3 separate regions of the Zea mays genome follow, and regions 2 and 3 are each linked to region 1. The links are chromatin contacts, called in public Hi-C maps. All regions are on one chromosome and are shown on one strand. The core of a region is the stretch at or near the end of the contact, and the rest is flanking DNA. Distances in the headings are between cores, read along the strand shown. Region 1 holds the start of LOC100280056 (VIN3-like protein 1). Region 2 holds the start of LOC100276818. Region 3 holds the start of LOC100274613.

Region 1 (3,944 bases), core at 996-3,495:
CGTCTTCAGAACAAACCGTAAAGGCTGATAAGCACGGTTCAAGTCAAGGCCTCGTCTGCCAAGGGACGCGATCTCACCTCGCCCGAGCCCAGCCTCGGGCGGGAACAGTAGTCCCGAGCGGATTCACGCCTCGCCCGAGGGCCTCCACAGGCAGTGGGCGCACCCTCGGCTCGCCCGAAGCCAAGCTCGGGCAAACTTTGTCGTGCAGCGACCTCGGCCAAATCGTCTTACCAACTGACCGTATCGCATGCGCATTTAATGCGGGGATCGCCTGACACCTTATCCTGACACGCGTGCCTCAGTCGGCAAGGTCGAAGTGACCACAGTCACTTCGCCCTTTTACTGACCATTCTGACAGGAAAACAACACTGTTCGCCCTGCTCCGGCTACTGTGTCAACCACCAGGGTAAGACTAACAACAGTAAGTCACGGCCTCTCCCGAGTTCGGCCTCGGACACAACAGGGAGCTCCGCCTCACCCGACCCCAGGCCTCGGTCTCAGCCTCGGCCTCGGGGGAAGTTCTCCGCCTCGCCCGACCTCGGCCTCGGGAGGAGTCGCCGCCTCACCCGACCTCGGCCTCGGACCGACTACGCTACAGGGGATACATCATTACCCTACCTCTAGCTAGCCACCTCAGGCTACGAAGGAACAAGACTGGAGTCACATCTAGATTACTCCGGTAACAGGTAATGATGGTTCCCCGCGTGCGTCCATGACGTCAATAGTCCCCAAGCTCTCTACGGAAGCAAGGAAACGTCAGCAGGATCCATGCCGCACCGCCATCTACGCTTCTACAGGGCTCAAGCGCTTCTCCGTCGGTCACGTTAGCACATAGCTACACCCCATTGTACAACTAGACCATCTTCTTATATCTATAAAAGGGGATGTCCAGGGCCTTCCAAAAGGAGAAGGGGGAGCGGATGCAGAAAAAGTGGGAGAGACGCGGAGGAGGCTAACTCAGTCGACTCAAGGCCGAACTCCCTCTCTCTCTCTCTCTCTCTCGCCCTCGCTCAGCTTGTAACCCCTACTGCAAGCACCCCCGGTGCAAGATAACATAAGCCTCATCCCCCTCTTGTGTTCCATCTTGCATCAACCCATCTGGACAGGGGCACGCGACACAAAATTCACTAGTCGGTCCGGTTGAGAGTCCCCCGGGTCCGAAACACCGACAAATATTGTCCGTTGAATTTAAGTAAAAGAGAGAGAGTGTTATCTAACTATTTGAATCATTAGTTTTGATGATGTGTTAAGTCTGGATGTAATTTGATTGGTGGATTTAGTGAAGGTTACAAGTGTGGGAGTGATTTGATTGAGTGAATTTTGTAAATTTTAAACCGGTGAATTATATAGTATATAATAATATGTATATAAGTATAAATAGATATAGATATACAGTGGCGGATGCAGGACCAAAATTTATAGGGGCCAAAAAACCACATGACAAAATTAAGTAATACTATAAAAAACTATTTTTTGCATTGAATTCAAGTTTTATATCCATATATGATAAAAGTTTAAAGAAGATAACTATGAAACATATCGTTATTTTTTTGCTGATCGAACCAATGTCGTGTGTACCTTATCGAATGTCTATCTCTCGAAAAAGTGGGGCACTAAGAAAGGGACAAGGTCACACGATGTCTTCAGTTGAGAGACAGAGCTCGCTGATTCATCCAAGCTCATCGACTACCGGGAACGGGTTGCATCATCACTGCGAGCGAGATCGGGGCTACTCGATGGGCCAGCGTCGCGACGACAACGAGCAAGGGCAGGGACACTGAGAAGGGGGGCATATGAAAGGACTAGATTGAGCAATGTCGGGATGGATAGGGATGAATAGATAGATGCGAGAACTAGGTTGAGGAGAAGGACGCTGTCAGAAGGACTAGACTGATCTGACGAGACCCCTATCAAAACATAATTTTTTCTATATTTAACCATAAGTGTACATTAAGTATAAGAGGTTATATAAAATTGAGAGGTCATGATCTACTTTACTCCTATGGATCCGCCTCTGTAGATATAGAATATATTGGAATTTTTTAGAAATATAAAGAAGGAACGATCAAAATCGACTAACATTTCTCGAGCAAATTCAACCTCTTGCAAGTTGCACCACAAATCTGTCAGATTACCTCTCGTCCGCGTCAAAAAAAGGGAGGAAAAAGGGCAAAAGAATCTGACCGAAACCAAAGTTGCTAATAACTTGGGACGTCGTTTCCCGGCGTGCACAGCACCGCTCGATCGAGCAAACACAAACCCTTGGTGGAGTCCTCTCCGCCGCCGCGCGCTAACAACCTACGTACGCTATCGCCGCCCGCTCGCCTCGACGGGATTGGTCCGGCCGTTGGCCCGTCCCCCCCACCACGCTCGCTCCATTGGCAGGCGAGACCGTCCATCCTCCGACCCCACCCGTCGGCCGCCGGGATGGCGGCTTCGGGCGGGGATGCGCCGGAACTCGCCGGTAAGCCCCTCACGCCAGGCCCACCGCCCGCCCGCCCACCGGGTCGCGGGGTGCCCTGCGCTTTATGCCCTGTGTGCGATCGACCGCAACCCCGAATTTGTTCGGGGTTGGATTTGTTTGCTTGCCTGCTGCTGCTGGGCATGGTCCTTAGTCATCCATGGCTCAGTTCGCTTAGCTGTCATAGTACGTTGTCGCTTAGCTGTACTGCTACCTTGCCATGCTTGTATGCATTTAGTCACTAGATAATTACTCTGGTTATTGATTTCTTGCTCTTAATTGAATTCACTCGATTTTATCTTGCACGCCCCCTGTAACGCCCCTGCCAGTGAGGTTGGCCAATTTGGTGTCAACTTTTACATGAAGGATCCATAGTGACTAAAAAGCGGCATCTATTCATTTTTTTGTATGTTTTTTCACACTATACTAATAATCTGTTCGGGTTCCACCTTTTCCAATCCTATGGTTTATTTGCTGCTGTTACGATGTTACTGGCTCAGTTCGTGCTATCTGCTATTTAACTGTGAAAAGACTAAACTTTCCACCTGAAATGATCAATGCATTGTAGCCTGCCTTTTTTTGCTTTTAAATGGAATTAGGGCAGTTTCTCAACTTCCAATTGAGACAGATGTGCTTTGAATGTGTACAAGCGAAAGCTTCCATGTCTACATGCTTTATAGGAGTACAACTTTACATGTAGTTCTAGGTAACCAACAAAAAGAGGATTTTTTACATAAAGGGTTCATATTCAAATGGTTATCTGCGCTAAAGTTTCCTATCGGATGGCTCATGATTTGGCAGCAACACTTGCATCAATATCCACGATTCAATGTTTCTAGTTTAGTGTGCGGCAGCAAAAAATCATTTTTTTGGTGAAGTTTTGAGACGAAAGAACTCTCCACTAGATGTTTTATCATTTATGCATTAAAAAATAATAGATATGACAAAATCGAGGTTCTATTTTTTTACTAAATAAGTAAATATTTTTGGAATCTAGGTTTCCCAAATAAATTATCTTGCTTCTTGGGTATCCTGGTATTTGGTTTGGTTTTAAACCGTTGGATTTTGGTGTAAACTAAAAATTTATGAAGTCCTAAATTATGGGAGTAAAGTCCAACTTCAATAAATTGGGTTTACAAAATCTGTACAGCCCAATTGATTGTGTACGCTGGCTGTAATAACAAATCATAGAGCCAAAGCAAATTGTCTTGCCGTAGTTGTCAAATCATGGTATTGGAAAGTTAGGTGTCATCAGATCAAAACAAGACCTTGTGATAGGTCTTGGCACAAATGAGTAGGCACCAGCTTATTAAACGACGGAGATTTGCTTGACTCTCCTTATTTTCTCAACCAAAGGGGGAAAACAACTTTTCGGTAGCTGGCGACACCCCCTTCCACTGGACAACACATTCATAGCCTCCTCCCTGCCGGCATCCATCCCCCCTCTCACCCCTTACCCCTCTCACTCACTCACTCACTCACT
Region 2 (3,944 bases), core at 1,028-3,527, 210 kb before region 1:
TGTCAAGCTATGGATGGGTGAGCTTGGTTTGGATGTTTTTTTCTAAAAAAGGAAATTGTAGGGCTGCATGGACTGAATTGGTTTGCTGTCAGTTCATGGAAAATGGCTTTAAAGGTGCTAACGATGACAAGTATGATTATTGCTCTGAATTCTTTGAGCTTGCAGCTGCATTTTTCAGTTCAGTGTTCTCTGCGGTTTTTGGGCGGGAGCTGTCAATGGAGAAGGCACATCATAACTTTACCAGGTTTTGGCTCGTGTGGGCAATGTTGCTTACTACCTGCAACTTCTAGATTCAAGACGTACCCACTCGGTGCTACATGTCTCGCCACTCAAGCTTGCTGCTGGGTTTTGGGTGTCCAAACCATGTTGTGCAGCAAGTGCTCCTGGCTTGGTCAGGACTTTCGTTGGATCTGGCTACCTAGGAACACATGCTGCTTCACTCAGAGCATCAGGATCATGGATGTGCTCAGATTCTACATCGACTTGAGGGCAAGTCGAATTTTAAGGAGGAGAGAATGTTACACCACCATTGTCAGATACTCCACATGAGGAACTCCATCCGGGTGAGCGTGGAAGACACTAATATTCGAGTCGCAGGTCCTGAGTTGATGTAACTAACTGCAGCCTTGTTGTTGTGGTCCTGTCTAGGAGTAAGTCTCTAGCGTGTGGGGTTGTGTCCCTCGGTCACCGGTTGGTGAGCCATGTTCCTAAGTAGTCGTATATATGTTGTTGGCTTGGACAGTAGGAAGGGGCATGTATGAACTTTACTCTGAATGAATACGACATTTTCCTGATTCCTCTCCTATTCTCGTCTCCTACCTCTGCTCCCTCTCTACTATCTTCTCCTTCCATTAGCTGTAGCTAACACTATGATGATAACCAATCACGCCCATTGTATTTGGCTCAAGCAAACAATGTTGCAGGATGCTAGCCTGGCTCACGAGAATCCACGAAATAGCACTTATTTGAGACGGCGTTTAAAAAATAGCATCTGTTTTCAAGCAATTCATAGAACATCACTTGTTTCACCAAATTAATTCAGAAAAAATACTTCATCTATATTTTGCATACAAATGGACCGCATACAATTGGACCAAATTACCCCTATTTGTTTCATAGCCCTCTGTCCATAAAAAATTAAATAGATAAAATATACTAGTTCTATTTTATTTTATAGTGTTAAAAATACAAATAGGCACATATTGTTTTATTGAGGAAGAAGTCTAGATTAAACTATTGAACTTCAAACCCAGTTATCTTTAGCATTGAACTATTAAAATTGACAAACTTAGCTCACTAAAAGGTCTTCCATTATACTTCTTTTGTTCCTTTTTATTTGATGTGATTGTTTTTTTGAAAAAACTTAAGTCGCTCGTCTTATTTAAAAAATTGTGTATTCTTTAAAAACTACTCCCTCCATCTCAAATTATAATTTTGAAGTTCGATGGTTAAATCTAGACTTCTTTATTTATAGAAAATATATGTTTATTTGTATGTTGAACACTATGCTTACGAATATAAAACTATAGCTCATATATTTGTATGTATTTATGTTGTTCTTGTGGATAAAATAGATAAAAAAATAAGGCTACGAAATGATATGGTCAATTTAGTCCATTTTCTTGTGAGACGAGAAATAAACTAATCAAAAATATAGATAAAGTGTTGTTTTCTAAATTTATTTACGCCCCGTTTGGATCATTGGAATTGAATTTCATTATAATAATAATAATTTAGACATATATCAATTAAGCTAATTCGGTTTTATGCAAAATATATTTATATACTATTATTAGCAAGATGTCGGAGATATTTATGTGCTACATTTTTACTATAGAGGAGTGAGACGAAGAGTGTCATATAAGTTACAGAGTAGAAACAAATTCTACTAATGCATAAAATCATTTCCCACCCTCCACCCATGAATTTGAGATAGGTTTATATCTGAACTTTGAAAAGTGGTGGAATGTTAAATTCCAAACTAAATAAGTTACTTTATTGAGTGAATTCCAATTCCTCTAAAATGAAGGGATCCAAACGCCCCGTTAATGAAATTGGTACCGTTTCTAAATTGCTTAAAAATAAGTGTTATTTTCTAAACATTGTTTAGAATTAGTGCGTGGATTCCACAGCGTGGCTCAAGAAGGCGTGGAGGCAAGTTGCAGCCCCTCGGCCTGACTGGCCCCCCGAGCCAGGAAAAAAAAACAGGCCTCGTCGATTCTGTGGGCCGGAGCCATTGGGTTCGAAAAGCCCTGGCTTCCCTTTCACGGCCGCCCTAGCTTCCCCACACTGAGCTCCTTCGCCGCCGCCCTAGCTTTCCCGCGAGCGGGACGGTAGCCGCCGTATCCTCCTTCCTCCAACACCGAGCGGGTCCAGGCAGGCAGCATCCTCGCGCCCTGTCGTGTCGCCTCTGCCTCTGAGTTCAGCTCGCCGGCAGCCGCCGCCCGCAATGGAGGCCCTCCGGAAAGCGGAGGCGGAGCTCACGGTGTACGTGCACCCCTCCAACGCCAAGCGCGTCCGGCACGCCGTATCCCGCCAGCTTAGCGCGCTTCTCTTCACGTGCGTCCGCTCCCCTTCCCTATCTCCGTGCATCTCCTCCCTATGCGTTTTGCAAAGTTCGTGTTCCTTGACCTACCGTTTTCATACGCATCCGGGTTCGAATCGCAGGAAGACGCGAAATATGGGATGGTTGGGGATGTGGGAGTGGGTAGCGTCGCCTTTTAGCCGCTATAAGGCTTGAGTTCCGAGCAAATCGTTAGGTGTCCAGTCCCCGGAGAGATTATGCATGAGGCTATAGGACCCTTGGTTGATTCTTCGTCACATTCTTATGGCCACTTTCGAGCTGTCGCAAGCTTTCTGTAGCAAGTTTGATTATTGTTTGGCCAAAATTTCATGCCACTTTCGAGCTGCCATGAAGCTTTCTGTAGCTAGTTTGATTATTGTTTGAGCAAATATGTATGGTGCCAATTCATATCAGGTATGTGGACCGTTTTGATGGCGTGTTGCTGATGCATGAAGTTTCATTCCTTATTGGCAAAGACAAAGAGGGCAAACCCATATATGAAAGGAGTGACCGTAATGATCAAATTGCTGAACCCGTTTCTTATGGCAAAATCATGAATGGCTTGGTGCCATATTTCAGCGTCCAAGTGCATGCCACCCTGCTGCTGTTCTCTCCCCAGCCGGACATGATCCTGGGTAAGTTGGTTTGTTTTGTCAATTTGAGCACTAATGGTTGTAGTATTTCTGTAGACAGTAGACCTGATTGACTGCGTTCAGTATCAGCTCATGCCAGCAAATAAGCATGTTACTAGTACTTGGGGATACTACATTATTGAAGCTTTCTATACTGCCATTACAAATTCTATCAGTGCTTTTGCTAGTGACTGATCTGCCATCATATCTTGTGGAATGAAGTAATAACCTGGCCTGGTACTGATTTGAAATGCATAGTCTGATGTTTAATTGTTTGCTAACTTCAGAAGGGATGGTTGAAATGATTGGGAAGGAGTCAATTCATGCCATTGTATTAGGGGTTTTCTCAGTGGCAATTATGTCTGAAGATATTAAGTTCAAATTCAAATGGGTAAGTTATATTGAGAAAAAGAATGATATTTTTTATGTGATGGTTTGGGACTTCACCTTTTTTCTATTAGTTTATATTTGATTTGAAGGTTCTCTAGTTTCTTTCAGTAATTTAGTTTTCGTATATCAATGTCCTCTTTTCTCTGTCTCATAAATTGTATTCAGTGAAAGAAATATCCTTGGAAGTGGGAACAAAGAATGGATCAGAACTCACAAGCATGTACTCTTTAAAAATAATGTTTTAAACTATGATCCCTCAAGTTTGCCTATTTGTTGTAGATGGACAGCCATGACTTGTTTCTTATCTTTTATTACAGTACAGCTTTGAAGGTTTTGACAATATTAGGACCAATTTCAGG
Region 3 (3,944 bases), core at 820-3,319, 140 kb after region 1:
GACCGCGCCAACAGGGGATACATCATTACCCTATTCTTAGTCTGCTCAGGCTACAAGGAACAAGACCGGCGTCCCATCTGGCTTACCCCGGCGACGGGTAATGATGGTGCCCCGCGTGCACCATGACGCCGGTGGCTCTCAGCCCCTTACGGCAGCAAGGAGACGTCAGCAGGATCCTTGCCGCACTGCCAGTTATGCTCCTACAGGACTCAGGCGCTCCTCCGACGGCCACGCTATCACGTGTACAGGGCTCAAGCTCTCCCCCGACGGCCACGTTGGCATGTACACAAGGCTTAGGCACTTCTCTGTCGGACACGTTAGCGCATAGCTACGCCCCCCGTTGTACGTCTGGACCATCTCCTTGCGTCTATAAAAGGGAGGTCCAGGGCCATCCTGGAGGGGGGTTCGCGCGAGGGAAGGAGCGGACGAACGGGCTCCCACTCTCTATCTCTCTCTCCCTCACGCGACGTGCTTGTAACCCCTACTACGAGCGGCACCCCTGGTGCAGGATAATACAAGGCTTGTCCCACCTCTTGTGTTCCATCCCGCGCCAACCCATCTGGGCAGGGGCACGCAGCGATCTCACTCGTCGGTCCAGGGACCCCCTCGGGTCCGAGACGCCGACACATAGATTATAAACCGTAAATAAAATCTACATAATTCATCGAACATAAAAAATACATAATATACAAAAATAAAAGTTACTTATTTTAACTAGGGATGGATCCGGATACTTATTCGGATCTTAAATTTTTTGTCTTATTTGTTTGATTGTGAATAAATAACATATAGAATTTGCTATGTAAATTTATATTCATCTTTTTAGTATTGAGCCTATTAATATTTTTAGAAAAGTAAATCTCAAATTTGTTTTATATCTTTTTAAATAATTGATATAAATCTCAGATACATATACGGATTTGAATGTTTTTTCATCAGAGAGAAAATAATGCACACAAAAAATATACAAAATTTTATTTTGTACTTCATAATATTCTTAATAACATGATTAAAAATTAGCTTTAAATTATATGTATATCTATGTTAAAATATTATATTTATCATATAAGTCAGATGTTTTAGAAACATCCTTAATTTCAACTGATTTAGAACATAGATAACTCTCAACACTAGTTCCACCGAAATTTATGTAGGCTTAAGGGCTTGTTGAGTTATCTCTCAATCCATGTGGATTGAGTGGGATTATGTAGGTTAAAATCTCAAGCAAGTCAAACTTCTTTTTAATTTTTTACAATCCTATCAATCCATGAGTAACGGGATTAACCGAATAAGGTCTAAAAGGTGTCCTCGATGACCTCTCTCGTGAGCAAGTGCTTTGATGCAATTCCGAAGGAGAGTTCCTTGAGCGAGCATCTCCAAAAGGTTAGTTTAAAATATTTTTGATCTATTTTTAAGAGAATTGTTCGAGAAATTGTTAAAATTTACCCTAATATTTTTTAGATACCCCTTAAAACTGATTTTTAGAAATCATTTTCTAATGAGTTCTTGTAGATGCTCTTATGACGCTGTTGCTGTCCCAGTCAGGCAGCACTCCTCAATTGGGCTGTTTTCTGTTGAGCTAATGTCTGGTGTTGTTGAAGAGGAGAGCTCAATAAGATGAACGCTAGGAACATAGCCATGGTGTTTGCCTCCAACATGACACAGGTAATTTAATATTCTTGGCTTCTTGGGATAGCAGGTGATCTATTTCAGGAGCCGAGTCATACCCTTTTGTCGGTGTCAGTTGACTTCAACAATTTTTTAGGGAGTGTTTGAATACACTAGAGCTAATAGTTAGTTTGCTAAAAAATACCAGTGAAATTAGCTGGCTAACAAATACCTAGCTAACTATTAACTAATTTACTAAAGTAGCTAATAGTTAAAGGGTGTTTGGATGTCTATAGCTAATTTTAGCTACTAACTATTAGCTCTAGTGCATTCAAACAACCCCTACATATCTAACGGAAAAACATTGTTAAAAAAGTAATTTTATAGTACGGATCGAGTAGATAATGTTAATGACCCGATAAATTATTTGCTAGCTTCGCTGTTAATCTATTTGTACAAGTACTTCTCATACAACAAAATTGCGACAAACTGTAGATCTCCACAACTTCAACGGCTAACTTTACCTTTTTGTTCTATGTTAGATGTCAGATCCATTGACAGCCCTGATATGCCGTCCAACTCGCAATGCTCACCCGGACACGTAGGCACAGCACGTGCAGTGCGCTGCCGCGTGGATGCACGTGGCGGTTGCCTCCAGATCTGTGTTGCCGGCTTGCGGCGTGGATGTACACGTGGCGTGGCGGAGGATACAAAATGAACAGCACAGGCCAGGGCACAGACGCACGCGTCAGGTGCACCGTGCACCCGCTGAATTGAACACCTCACCACCATGGACATGGAGGCGCAGGCGGCAAAGGCGAGAACCGAGGACCCGCGACGTCCTCCCAGCGACGGCGGGCCTGCAGGAGCGAAGTGCGTGGAGGGTGGAGGCGACGGTGCCAGCCGGAGCACGGCAAAGCGGGAGGCCGAGAAGGCGGCTGCGGTGGAGGCGGAGGGCGCCCTGCCGCTGCCGCTGCCGCACGAACGGGTGCCGCAGCCGCGCGACGTGTACAACGAGCAGCTGGAGCGGATGTGAATGCATGTTTTCTGCTCGGCAGTCTCGATGAACCCCAATCGACCCAATGATCGATCGAGCGATCCTGCTACGGGTCCTCTTTGATTCCTAGAGCTCTCACCTCAGCAGTGGAGGAAAAAAACTGGATGCACTGGCTATTATGTGTGTATGTTGTGAGAGTAGTGGGGAGGTTTCCCTAAACATTTTTATGAGGTGAACGTTAGCGGTGTCAGAAAAGCTGGAGTCGGTGAAGCTCAAACAGTATATAGTACGTAGGAGATGGACCTACCTAATACGTAGGTGGAGTCAGAGGAGTGTATATATTTAACAGTATGTAATATGTTGTAATATCTAGGTGAAGAGAGTTATATAAACAGTATATAGGAGTAGTATTTATTATAAGATCAAATAAAATCTAATATAGATGGTCAGAGGCCCGCGGCCCCAGCACGTAGTCCGTTATTTGGGCTGATCCGAGCCTGGTCCGGGCTAGCTCTATGTGGACTCAGGCCTAGCCCAGTACTGACGACGTGTCAGACTCGTTTAGAGTTTTCGGTCTAGTCCAAGCATGGTCGTTTCTAAACGGGCTAGGACTCGACCTGTTTAATAAGACAAACATGACAAAAAAATAGCTCTATCTTTTATTTAAAGTCTATCATAGGAGCATTTTTTCAACTTGTGCTTTCCAACAGGATGGTGTGCTGCGCTTTACTACAGTTGCCTCCTTCAAAGTTTAAATGCCTAAAATCATCACATTTTACTACAGTTGTCTCCTTCAAAGTCTACTAGGTATGTGCCCATATGTTGCCACGAGAGTTAAAAATTAGTATAAAACGTAAGATATGGAATGACAAACATCATTATAATATATAAAATTTTGGACGTTTTGTTTTCTAGATGGCATAACAGTATCAGGGCAAATAAGTTTTCGATCAATCCTCCAAAATAAAATAAAGTCATATTCCAAAAAGACATTGCAATGGCTAGTCGGATCTAATCATCTTTCTCTTGGGCATCCTTAAGTCCTCTCACCATATATTCTTATCTGGAGATATATCAACCTGGATTCCAGTATTTCATTAACATTCGGAAACTGATGATGAAAACAAAGTAGCTCACTTCATGTGCACTAACCAACTCAGGCTTCTTTGCATAGACCCTCACAATTCTATCCTCGTATGCAGGTACCAAGTGGCTAACCCTGTCAGCTATTGTTGGGGGCCTTCCTCCTCCGAAGGTCCTCAAAAACGGGACTAACATGTTTTTCAGTGTTGAAAGTCGCCTAGAGGGGGGGTGAATAGGGCGAAACTGAAATTTACAA

The links. Hi-C and Micro-C count contacts between places; a contact is called where the count stands out from the background.
Region 2: a Hi-C map of ear shows a contact between it and region 1, with 2.8 times the contacts expected there. The contact joins the promoter of LOC100276818 here to the promoter of LOC100280056 in region 1. A contact is called at or near these places in 5 of 25 Hi-C or Micro-C datasets (ear, endosperm, leaf and 1 more).
Region 3: a contact with region 1 is called in a Hi-C map of endosperm, with 3 times the contacts expected there. The contact joins the promoter of LOC100274613 here to the promoter of LOC100280056 in region 1. A contact is called at or near these places in 2 of 25 Hi-C or Micro-C datasets (ear and endosperm).

The regions. Positions count from the first base shown.
Region 1 is chr10:26,694,116-26,698,059 of Zm-B73-REFERENCE-NAM-5.0, forward strand. It overlaps LOC100280056 (VIN3-like protein 1), which reads left to right and starts at 2,246. Exons shown (of 4, transcript NM_001152996.1): 1 at 2,246-2,464. The coding sequence starts at 2,428.
Region 2 is chr10:26,482,309-26,486,252 of Zm-B73-REFERENCE-NAM-5.0, forward strand. LOC100276818 reads left to right here and starts at 2,278. Exons shown (of 6, transcript NM_001150527.1): 1 at 2,278-2,559; 2 at 2,978-3,198; 3 at 3,483-3,586. The coding sequence starts at 2,450.
Region 3 is chr10:26,831,503-26,835,446 of Zm-B73-REFERENCE-NAM-5.0, forward strand. It overlaps LOC100274613, which reads left to right and starts at 2,070. Exons shown (of 1, transcript XM_008664401.3): 1 at 2,070-3,019. The coding sequence starts at 2,399. The coding sequence ends at 2,644.